2 separate regions of the Mus musculus genome follow, and region 2 is linked to region 1. Evidence: chromatin contacts called from public HiChIP or PLAC-seq data. All regions are on one chromosome and are shown on one strand. Each heading gives the region's core, a stretch centred on a gene start, on an enhancer-like site or on the middle of the called end of the contact. The rest is flanking DNA. Distances are from core to core; before and after follow the strand shown.

Region 1 (5,172 bases), core at 777-3,276:
AAAAAAGCAAACAACCAACAACCACAGGGCAGTTTAAGATAAGGGAACAGGGGCTGAAGAACACACACAGGGAATGGGCCATGTTAACAACCTGCAGAGAAAGCACACCGGGACTGGTTGGGACACAGATAGAGTGGATGGCACTGGGAACACTGTGTACGGTTGTACTTTCTGTACACTGTGCAAGGGCACACTGGCAAGGTGACAGAGGGAGTGGCGTTGACACCTAGGCCACTCCACCCACCAAGACACACAGCTTGTTAAATCCTAACCACCGAGGGAGAGAGGTTCAACTCTCCTTCCACTACAAACACCTCGTGGAGATTTGTCCCCCAAACTACCCACATAGGACTGGGATCCTTTGCTGCATATGGCCCTAAGATCTTCCCTCTCTCCTTGTTAGCTCAATACTTTCTGAGAACTTCAGAAGGCCTTTTCATTAGACACTGAAAACAGGCCCATGATTCGTAATGGATCCAGTAATGTAGGCAGATTAATCCAGTAATGACCTGCAGATGGGACAGGCTGAACTCAAAGGTAGCTTCTGGGCAGGTCCAGGTGTGGCATACACTGGTCGGGCAGCATAAAGCGAACCTCTCAGCTTTGTCTCCTCATCGTCCCAGTGATGCCTTATTAACACCGTCACTTAAAAAGTGGCCTTGTGTCAATGCCTGGTGGATCAGCTTGGAGAAACACATTAAGAAATGGCGACGTACATATGTCCTAGAGAGTGTACACACCCTAGAGAGCACAGCCTGCCACAACCTGATTCGCTATCTGCCTGCAAATCAAAAGGCTATTTTCCTTTCCTCCAGTTAAAACTGGATCTGCTTTTCAAGGCCCCTTTCGGGGTGTGCTCTTTCATGAACTTCTCCACTCATCTGATCACCCTAAAATGTCACCAACAGCACCTCTAAAGCTCTTTCTCTTGGGAGAAGTACACTCCCAGCTAGTATTTAGACACTGTGTCTTAACAGGCCTTATTTAAGTTGTGCCTCAGACATCAGCATTATCATTCCAAGTACTACCTGGTAACAGCCCAGAGACAATCTGCCCTGCAACAAATACTTCCTTGTAGTCCCCACTTAAGGATCCTTCAACGACTCCTTTCTGTTCAGAGCAGCAGTTTCTATTAAACGACTGGTTTATGAGCATTCATTTGAGATGTGCTGGAGGTGAGCTTCCAAAGCCCTCAGGGACTCTTTCGTGCTGGGCTAGCGACGAGGGCCTCTGGGAATGCACTGCATTCCCACTGGGGTCACACACACCCAAACCCTTGCCTGGGGGTGCCCTACCAATCACAGCACTGGAGCTATCCTAGAGCCCAAAGGTGACTCAGGACGGAGGCACCTTCTTTTACCCTCTTGTAGGTGGAGAGTGAAATGTTTGCACAGGTGAGAGACACTGAAGCATCCATTTGGTCCCACGGGGCCTATACAGTGCTCATCGTGGCTGAGAAATACCGCATGAAGTGAAAATGGCTCGCATAGGGCTTAAGAATTACTTGGATTTAATTCTTTTTCTCTTCTCTCTCTCTTTTGAAGAAGCCGCACAAGGACTGGGACAATCCAGTCCGTTCAAATCCGTCATTCCTCGGCCGAGCTGACGGAACTAATCCTCCTTTGAAATTAGTATACAAGCGTCTATGCAGGGCACTGTAGCCCTCTTCTGTGTATCAGCCGCAGTATGAAAATGGATACTGATGATACGTGCTTACTCTTATAAGTCAACCTTACAAAAGACATTTAATCCATTTGTATTAAACTACAGTGGTGAACTCCCCCCTCCCCAGACAAATAAGCCCTTAGTAATCAATTCATTTGTGAAAGTCCTGTCTGGCTTTGGGCTTCCATGTATATTCCCCAATGAGGCCAGAGAGTGCCATTAAGAAGACCATGATGACCAGCTCGTCAGATTCCCCACACCCGACTCGGCACCATCCCAAGCCCTTCAGGGCACACAAAGCTCAGCTGTGCCTCCTCTCCGACAAACAGCCAAAGGCAAGCAGGAGGAAGTGAACATTTGCAGCTCAGGCCTTTGGCTCAGGGCCTGAATATTCTTGGTGCCCCTCTTCCTTCCTAGCCTGTGTGGTGAGTCTCAGGGTAGGCAATCTCTATAGCTCACAGCCACATCCATGCCTCCACACTCTTTCTTCCCCGTTAAGGTCAAAAGCAGCTCCCAAGGATAACCCAACACTCCTGAATCCATTCTCTAGTAAACTCAGGATCATATGGGGTGATGCCCTTGGCCTCAAATCCCAAGCTAGGCTGAGGTTCCTTGATGCACTGTCTATAGCTCTGGGCACCCTGGTTAAATGCTGTCTGCTGTGGTTTGGAACTTTTGGAATATACCATTCATCCATCATCTCTAGGTACCATATTTTGAGCCAGTCCACAGAACCTCTTTCCAGGTCCTGCATCCTGGGTGCTCATCCATGTTTTGAGCCCAAGACCTGACCTCTCTCAAGCTGTCTCATCCAGATGCAAAGAGCCACAGCTGACCTTGCAATGACAGACAGAAACGCACGGTAGGATGCTCTGACCCCCTGGCTGCTCACACAGCGGTGCTAATCTTCGTGAGTTACCCATCACAGATAGAAGAAGCAGGGTACTCCATTGAAAAGCCTGGCACCGAGGAGGAGTACAAGCAGAACTTATCTCTTGGCCCTGCAACTATGCTCTCCTGCTAAGGGCTGACAATCAATCTAAAAGGCCAGCCCAGTAAGCTAACTGCTACTGGATCACAGGTTGTTTGAACTCTTTGGTCCAGGCTCTTCCTGCTTCCTGAACTTCCTGGACTTAAATGGCTAGCTGAAGGCCCACCTGCTTTTAGAATGGCATCTGGCTTGGTCTAAACAGCCCCAGCAGAACACTGCTTTCATACCGCCTGCGTTACTGAAAATGTTTATTTTGACAGACATTTCTTGGTATAGTCACTTCCAAAGCACACACTCCAAAATACTTTAAATTATATAGTAATTATAAATCCCCCTACTTTGTAAGATTTGGAAAAACAACAACAACAACAACAAAATGTCAACAGCTGCAACAAACTCCATAAATTTATTCAGCAGCCCGAAGCCTAAGTGGTGGAAGGCCCAGGGAGCTCTCTCTATTCTCATCTGAGACAAAAAGATGGAGACATGAAGGAATCTTGAGGTCAAGGCTAACCTCTGCTACAAAGTGAGCTCAAGGCCAGCCTGGACTACATGGTGAGACCTTGTATCAAGCTAGTAAATTAAATAAAAATAAAAAATAAAAAAGTAAAACCAAGGTAGCTTAAAACCTGCAAAACCCGACATATGACATTTCACAAATACCACCACTGTTATTTTTCCATGAACCATAAATTAGCATATTACTATGGATTGCAGAGATCTGTGTTAATTCCAAGGAGCTAGAAACCACCGATTTCAAGGTCCAAAAAAGCTGAGCCGGAAGTGAATGTCAAATGTTGCAGAGCCTTACCTGGTGCTGGCTGTCTCTCATTCCATTCCGTTGAGATTAAAATCTCTATCGCTTTTATGAGGTGTTCAGTATTATCAGAGCTGCAACAAAGAGCATTTTGTGAGAACCATCATTTCTAAAAGTAATTCTCTTTTCATTCATCTACATCCTATTGATGTGTGTGAAGTAAGTCCCCAGAAAACGTGCATCTGTGAGGCATCAATTTAGGGCCACTCATCAGCTCTCACCCATACCGTCCGAACCTTCTTTTCATCCTTCACTTACCTGGCGGCTGGAAATCTGAAAAGCACGGGGCTGAAAATCTCAGAGAGGACTCTTGCATTCAAAAGGTTTTTGCTGGAGGCTTGAGAGAGCTTGAAAAAATGCTTGAGCAAATACTGAAGCGTAAGCCAACACTGATGAGGTATATTAGGCAATCTAATGAGCTTCTTCAACAGCTGGATGCAGTCTTCAGGGCTCTGTAGTTCTGCAGGTTCAAAACAAAACAAAACAGGAAACAGAGTAAGGCTAGGTGTAGGTGCCGGTGAGCCAACGCTTTGACCATTTCTTCTCTCTCCCTTAGCTACACGAGGAGGTGCACACAGACATCTTCAGGAAAGGTACCTAGGACATTTGTCCTTCTTAGTAAGAAATGCATTGTGAGAAAGTAAAGTTCTCAGGTCAAATGAAATACAAGACAACTCTTTTTGTAAAAAAAAAAAAAAAAAAAAAAAAAAAAAACCCACAGACTGTTCTGGGTGTGCTCTCAGAAGCCTGGCCTCCATCAGGCAGCACCAAGCGTGATTGGCTACTTCCTCGGATCATCAGATAAGTAGCACAGGTTATACTTTGAAGGTCACGGACCACAATTTCCTGTCCCCAAAGCACTGAGCAGAGCCTCGGCTCCCGATGCTGAGTCTTCCACCCTCGACACATTTTGTTCTGGGTGTTCAGGGAAGAGGGCAAAAATATGCCCCATCGTGCACTCTAGTACTGGATCTCCGAATCCGGTGCTAGATGGCTGTGGCCTGCCTAGCTGCAGTGGTCTTTGCAGAGAGTGATCAAAAAGTTAACAGTTAGCCAGTTTCTCACTTGGGCAGGCTTCTGAGCAAACACAATAGGGTGTCTTCTATCAGATGCTGTGTGGTAAAGGAGATCTGGGGTGGCAGTTTAGTGTTTTCTCAACACCTCCTACTTATACAGGGCCGTTGGCGCCTCCTAGAGTGCCAAGTATACCTACATCCCAGTATCCATTCCGAGAGGTCTGAAAAGAGAGAACCAACCTTGGGCTAAAGACATCATCTCATTGTAAACAGCTACAGGAATGACAGGATTTGGTAAGTCGGCGAGATAGCGTTTGAAAGCATCTGCTAAGACGTGTACGTCGATCATCTCCAAGTCCACTGACGCGGCATCTGGAAGAGAAACAATGTAAGAAACCATGTAAGAGGCACTCAGACTTTCTGTTGGGCCAGTTTTCCAAGTGTGGGACTTAAACGAGACACAGGGAAGGGAGCGATGCAGAACAGAAGCATGGCACACTGACCACTGTTTCATTCCTGAAGTTGGGACAGAACAGCTTTTCCTCATGGAGTTCTGTCTCACAATCCGCCTTTAACTATCACGTTAATCCCATATGTCTTGGGGCAACAACAACAACAACAACAAAAATATGCCACTGTTACTGATCAGTTAATACTCTGCACTGCTAAGGTGGCATCCTCTC
Region 2 (5,172 bases), core at 844-3,343, 1.0 Mb after region 1:
TATACAAAATTTAAATAAGGCTTAGCAAAAGTAAAAAGGATGTTCACATTCAAGCACCAAATAGCTCCAGTCTCTTTGTTACAAAATGATGCTCTTTATTAATACAGTAAATTTTTTGCATACAAATAAAGAGATTGTGTTATGAAATGCATGGAGCTACTCGATGCATCAGAAATGAATGTGAAACCCAGGAACTTGCTAAAAACAGCAAGCTTCATCTACAACATAAGGCCCCAGCTATGTATTAAAATGTATCTGATGTCCTGATTATTCTTTAATATATATGCTATGATGCCAAAATCCACCCCCCTCCTTTTCTTCAACCAAAGCAAAGTTAAAGCCTCTTCCAATGCCTAATGCGTATCGCTCCACCTAAGTGCTAGCGGATTTGTGTGCAGCCAGGGACTTGCCTGTTTCCTCACCAGCAGCGCTGGTCCAGTGCCTGCCACGAATATGTGCTTCTTGGACTCACAGCATAAAGGCCTGAGGGTAGAGCTTAGAAAGGAAGGAAGGAGAGAAAGAAAGAAAGCTGACCTGCAGTGTGTTTATAGTCCCTGTGTGCCCTCCGGTGAAGACCAGACATATAACCCAGAGACAAGGACCATTGCCTTTTGGGCCACTTGGACCTGAGGGTCAAAATGTCCCTTACGAGGGCTGTCAAAGAGATGCCCAGCTCCCCCTGTCCTGGCCACTCCTAGCGGAGGGGTCCAAAAGCAGCAGCTCAGAAATACAGGTAGCCAGATTCAGTACTATCAGAAATCCTGGTTAAATATATACACACACACACATACACACACACACACACAAAAAAAAAACCTCACCATCTACTGTAGTTAGGGCTTCCTTTCATCTTTAACTCTACTTCTACAAATGGAGCCTTGAACTATTCTCAGACCACAGACCAAAACACATAGGTGGAGGCATACACACGCAGTTACGGGTGGGTTTCTATTTTTCACACACCTCCCCCAGCCTGACCACTTTGCTTTCTTACTACGTTATGGTTACGTGGTAAAAACAAATATGTTCAATCTAGAAAAGCTTCGGTCAGCAAGGTGGTCAGCTGCAAGGTGCACACTCTACATCCCGACCCAAACACATTGCTAGGTTATGTACAGAGAGCTTCTCTTCCTCACCAGCTCATCGCTGGGAAGGCAGGTTTTGTACAAACACTATCTGGCAACAGTTTTACCGGTTACTACTGGGAAGGCATCTGGAAGAAAGTTCCCTTTTTTTTTTTCCTGTCTCTCCTCCTCCTTATGAGCCTCTGGGCTCTGCATGGAGGACATTCCCATACAGTGCTGGTTTGTAAGGTGACAAAGACCCAGTCCCAGCTACGCTTGGGCTGGGTCTCATAGCCATGCCACCAGAGCTGCCTGTTAGGAGGCCTTTTTGTGAGGACTGCTCCTTAAGGTCTCCTTGCCCCTTCTCTGCCGAACCACGAAGTCTTTCTCTGAGGAAAGAGGGAGGGAGCGATCTGTGCTTGGGGCTGGGGGTGCTCTGGTCGCCTCTCTGCACGCATTCTGTTTCCTGACTGGGGGAGGCTGGGCGAGCTCTCTCCCTTTGGGTTCTCCTGTGGCAGCAGTTACTGACAGTGCCCTGCCTCGGTGGCCTGATGCGATGGGCACCTGTGGATCCTGGAAATGTGACTCCAGAGCAGAGGTGGAGAGGCGGAAGGAGGGCAGAGAGTCACTCTTTATCATTTGGCTTCGGCCGTCTCCTCCAGACTGAAGCTTCCTGTGGTCCCTGCTGCTGGGGGCTGGGAACTCTGAGGTCCCCCCTGTAGCCTTGGCAGATGAGGGGCTGCTGTTGGCTGCAGGGACCTCTCGCACTCCAGGCTGGGCCTCGGGAAAGCTGGCTGAGTAACTCAGAGACTTTTCTGGGGGGGCAGCTGAGCGGAGAGAGCTCTGCACGGTGGCAGAGGGTGACCTTTTCATACCGCTGGGCTTGCCTGTTTCAGCCAGTGACTTCTGGGGACCTGGCCCTTTCCCCTTGGGCTCAGAGAAGCCCTTCCCCATGCCCATGGGTGGCCTCTCTGAGCCTCTGAGTCCGGTCTCGCCGTGGTGGAGAGAAGGGCTGGCCTCTGGCTTGTAGCCCTCTGGGGCTGCGACATAAAGTGCGTCTGTGCATTTCTTTCCTTCTGCCTTCCTGTCCCCAGTGGTAGCCTGATGGCTTGGGCTTCTGTCTGTCTGTCTGCACAGACTGGGGTAATCTTTCACAGTGGATGGTTTGGGATGCTTTGGAGACGGGCTTTGCTTCTCACCAGCAATGAGTGGCTTCTGGTCTGCTGCTTCACTGAGATGTCCTTGTCTGGGTGGATGCTTCGCCTGCATCTCTGGGGGACACCCTCCATTGGTGTTTTTCAGTTTGGCATCGAGAGGACACTCTTCAGTGTGGACAATGATTGAGACCCGACCTTCTCCCTGCACAAGCACATCACTTGCTTTGCCCTGGGTGGTCAGGACAGCAGAAAATGTGTCCACTGGACCCTTGCTGCCACCCTTGCCTTCTCTGATGGAACCACCCAGGGGTTGAGTGACAGGCTCTTTGCCTTTTGCAGAGCCAGCACTCAGCTTCTGTGAGGAGAGGGACCTGTCTTGGTGCTTAGACTTTGAAGGGCTGGGGTCAGGGCCAGGCCGGGCCTTATGGCTACTGCAGTCACTGTGCCCGGCACTGGTGGTAGTGGTGGTGGTGGCAATGGCAGTGGTGGTGGCTGTAGCAGATCGGGGAGTGTCATGAAGGCTGGTGCTTGGTTCTGCAGCGGCAGCTTTGGTCCCGGGCTCCTTCTTTAAAGTGTGACTCGGAGAACTGCCGTGCTGCCAGGATGCTGAGTTAGACAGCTCTTTGGTGGGTGGGGGTTGTTGAGGGCCACTACCTCCAGGCCTTTGCGAAGTCTGTTCCTTCCTGTCTGGCTCTTTGGGAGCCTGTTTCTGCAAAGAGGGGGCAGCGGAGAGCTTTTCTCGCTTCTCACCCTCAATTCCTGGTGGCTGAGGAGGGCACCGGGTAGCAGGAACTTCCGGTTTGGGTTCAGGACCTTTTCGTGCCCGGCCTATCTCCTTTTCATATAAAAGTGAAGCTGAGTCCTCCCTGGCCAGGGACTTCACCTCATCTTGGCTATCTTTGTGGTTTGTTTTTGCATGCGCCCATGCTTTCTCCGAAGTCTGGGTCTGCTTGTAGAAATCGGGTTGGGTCCTCCCCCCGGAAGGCAGGGGTTTGGAACTGTCGCTGGCTTTACCAGTCTCTGCCGGGCACAGCTTCGCACAGGGATCTCTGTGTCCGTCATCCCTCACGGCAGACCACTCGCTTTTCACCTTGGCAGAGGGTTCCTTCAGACATGGCTTCTCCTTTGCGGGCGTCCCTTCCGGTGGGAGTGGGGCACGTGTACACAGCCTGGGTAGGTCCACATTGTGTAGGGTCTGCCCTGGGCCAGGGAGGTTCCTGGTGTCAGTGGAGCGGTCTTGGTGTGTGGCGGGACCACCCTCTTTCTGCTGAAGATTGCTCTCTGTGACAGTTGCTGGGCTCCTGGCAGAAGGATGAATGAGCTTCCTTTCCGGCTTTGACTTCGGTTCTGGCCCAGAGGCTGCGAGAGAGTCCTGGAGAGCCCGGCTCGGGGGTAGGAACCGAGGCTCCAGCAGATAAGATTTATTTACTTTTAAGTTGGCTGAGGAAGGCTCTCTCAGGCTGGTGGAGTCTCCCTTTTTCCCACTGCTCCCAGGAAGAGCTAGTGGCACACATGGTCCCACGTTGATGCCTGGGCTGGGACTCTGTGCAGGCTCTGGGGAAAGCAACTCTGTTTTGGAGGCGTGAGGTCCAGACAGGAGAGCAATGTCCAGTGTGCCCTCGATCGGCTTGAGACATGAAACTGACCTGCCCTCTAGCTTATACTCGGAGGGGCTCTTCCTGACAGGGGACTCGGGAGCAGCTAAGCCTGCTTTCTCCCCTCCGTTCTCTACCCGGCCAGCTAAGGCTTTGAGAGGAACAAAGGAAACTGCACTCATCTGAGGTGTGTGGGTACTGTTGATGAATGCCCGGTTTTCAGAGGCTGGCGGGGTCTCTTGTTGCCCTGCCATGGGCCGTATGGGGTTCCCTGGCAGACATTCATGGGCGCTAGATGTTATCTTGGGTTTCAGGATGGCACAGTGGCTGTCATCTTTGTCATCCAATGACATTTTCTTTCTGAGGTAATCAATATTGGCCAGCTTGCTGTCTAGTTTTTCACTTCGAAGGAGCTCTTTGGCCTGAGAGGCCTTCTCCGAGTATTCAACCTTTCCAGGAGCAGGCCTATCAGAGATGGGGCACACACTATCATGGAGAATGCCAGAAGCTGAGGCCCGCTTAAAGTCACCTAGAGACTGGCTGTGCTCCCCTGGTGTCAGGCTGCAAGCTGCCCCGTCTGAGGTCACCCCCTCGCTGGCCCTCACGCTGGCCTGCTTGTGAAGAGTGTCCTTCAGCAGGCTGCCCACAGAAGGCAACTCTGCTGATGTGTTTTCAAAATGGCCTGACCTTTCCAACCCCTTGGAGTACACTTTTTTCTCTCTCTCCTCTAGCCTGAAGAGAGCATAGCTTTCCGAATCACCACCAAGGCTGTGAGGTTTCTGGTGCGATTCATGTTTCTCTTCTGGTTTCTTTACGACAACCTTGGCTTTCAGCTTGTCCCGGTCCAGGTCATCCACAGACTCTTGCCTGCCCACCTTCCGGGACACGGGGCGTTTCAGACAGCCTTGCTCCACTGGCCTGGCCCGACTGAGGGAAGGAGCGTCACACACATTCTCTTCCAGGCTCTGCAGTGTCACTTCCCGCTGACACTGCTCCCTCTGTACCTCCTCTTGTGTCACCTCTAGGCTATGCTTGCGGGAGCACAGAAGCTTCTTGTCACTGCCATAGGAGGGTGACAACTTTTCCTCCGACTGCACCCGTTTCAGCAGTGGGGAGCGGGGCGGCTCTGCACTCTTGGGCCTCACGATGTGTCTGACGATTGTGGGGGGAGAGTGCATCTTGCTAGGAAAGGCCTGAGTGATCTTGGCATTGCCCAGTGAGTGTCCCAACAGTGGGGATGGTGAACGCTGAGGAGAGGTAGGCTGTGGAGTGGGAGAGGGTGTCCTGGCCAGCGGGGAGAGAGGGATGCTGCCAGCCGACTTCCGTCTTCCAGAGCGGTATCGCTGCCCGCTGAGT

The links. HiChIP or PLAC-seq counts read pairs in DNA pulled down with a chosen protein or histone mark.
Region 2: a contact with region 1 is called in an H3K27ac HiChIP or PLAC-seq map of microglia, with 9 times the contacts expected there. The contact joins two enhancer-like sites. A contact is called at or near these places in 1 of 39 promoter capture datasets (liver), 1 of 15 datasets of contacts at CTCF or cohesin (large pre-B cells), 3 of 484 Hi-C or Micro-C datasets (B cells, large pre-B cells and pro-B cells) and 4 of 115 datasets of contacts at active chromatin or transcription factors (astrocytes, cardiomyocytes, large pre-B cells and 1 more).

What each region holds. Positions count from the first base shown.
Region 1 is chr13:101,697,980-101,703,151 of GRCm38.p6, forward strand. It overlaps Pik3r1 (phosphoinositide-3-kinase regulatory subunit 1), which reads right to left. Exons shown (of 16, transcript NM_001077495.2): 5 at 4,730-4,861; 6 at 3,732-3,933; 7 at 3,468-3,547. Among named protein-coding and RNA genes, the nearest start is that of Pik3r1, 68 kb to the right of the region's middle. Within about 2 kb of position 2,027, at least 24 of the 459 cell types and tissues checked have an H3K27ac peak or open chromatin away from gene starts, as enhancers often do. A contact at or near this core is called in microglia, where this site is marked.
Region 2 is chr13:102,733,623-102,738,794 of GRCm38.p6, forward strand. Mast4 (microtubule associated serine/threonine kinase family member 4) reads right to left here. Exons shown (of 29, transcript NM_175171.3): 29 at 1-5,172. The coding sequence ends at 1,380. Among named protein-coding and RNA genes, the nearest start is that of 1700099I09Rik, 24 kb to the right of the region's middle. Within about 2 kb of position 2,094, at least 8 of the 459 cell types and tissues checked have an H3K27ac peak or open chromatin away from gene starts, as enhancers often do. A contact at or near this core is called in microglia, where this site is marked.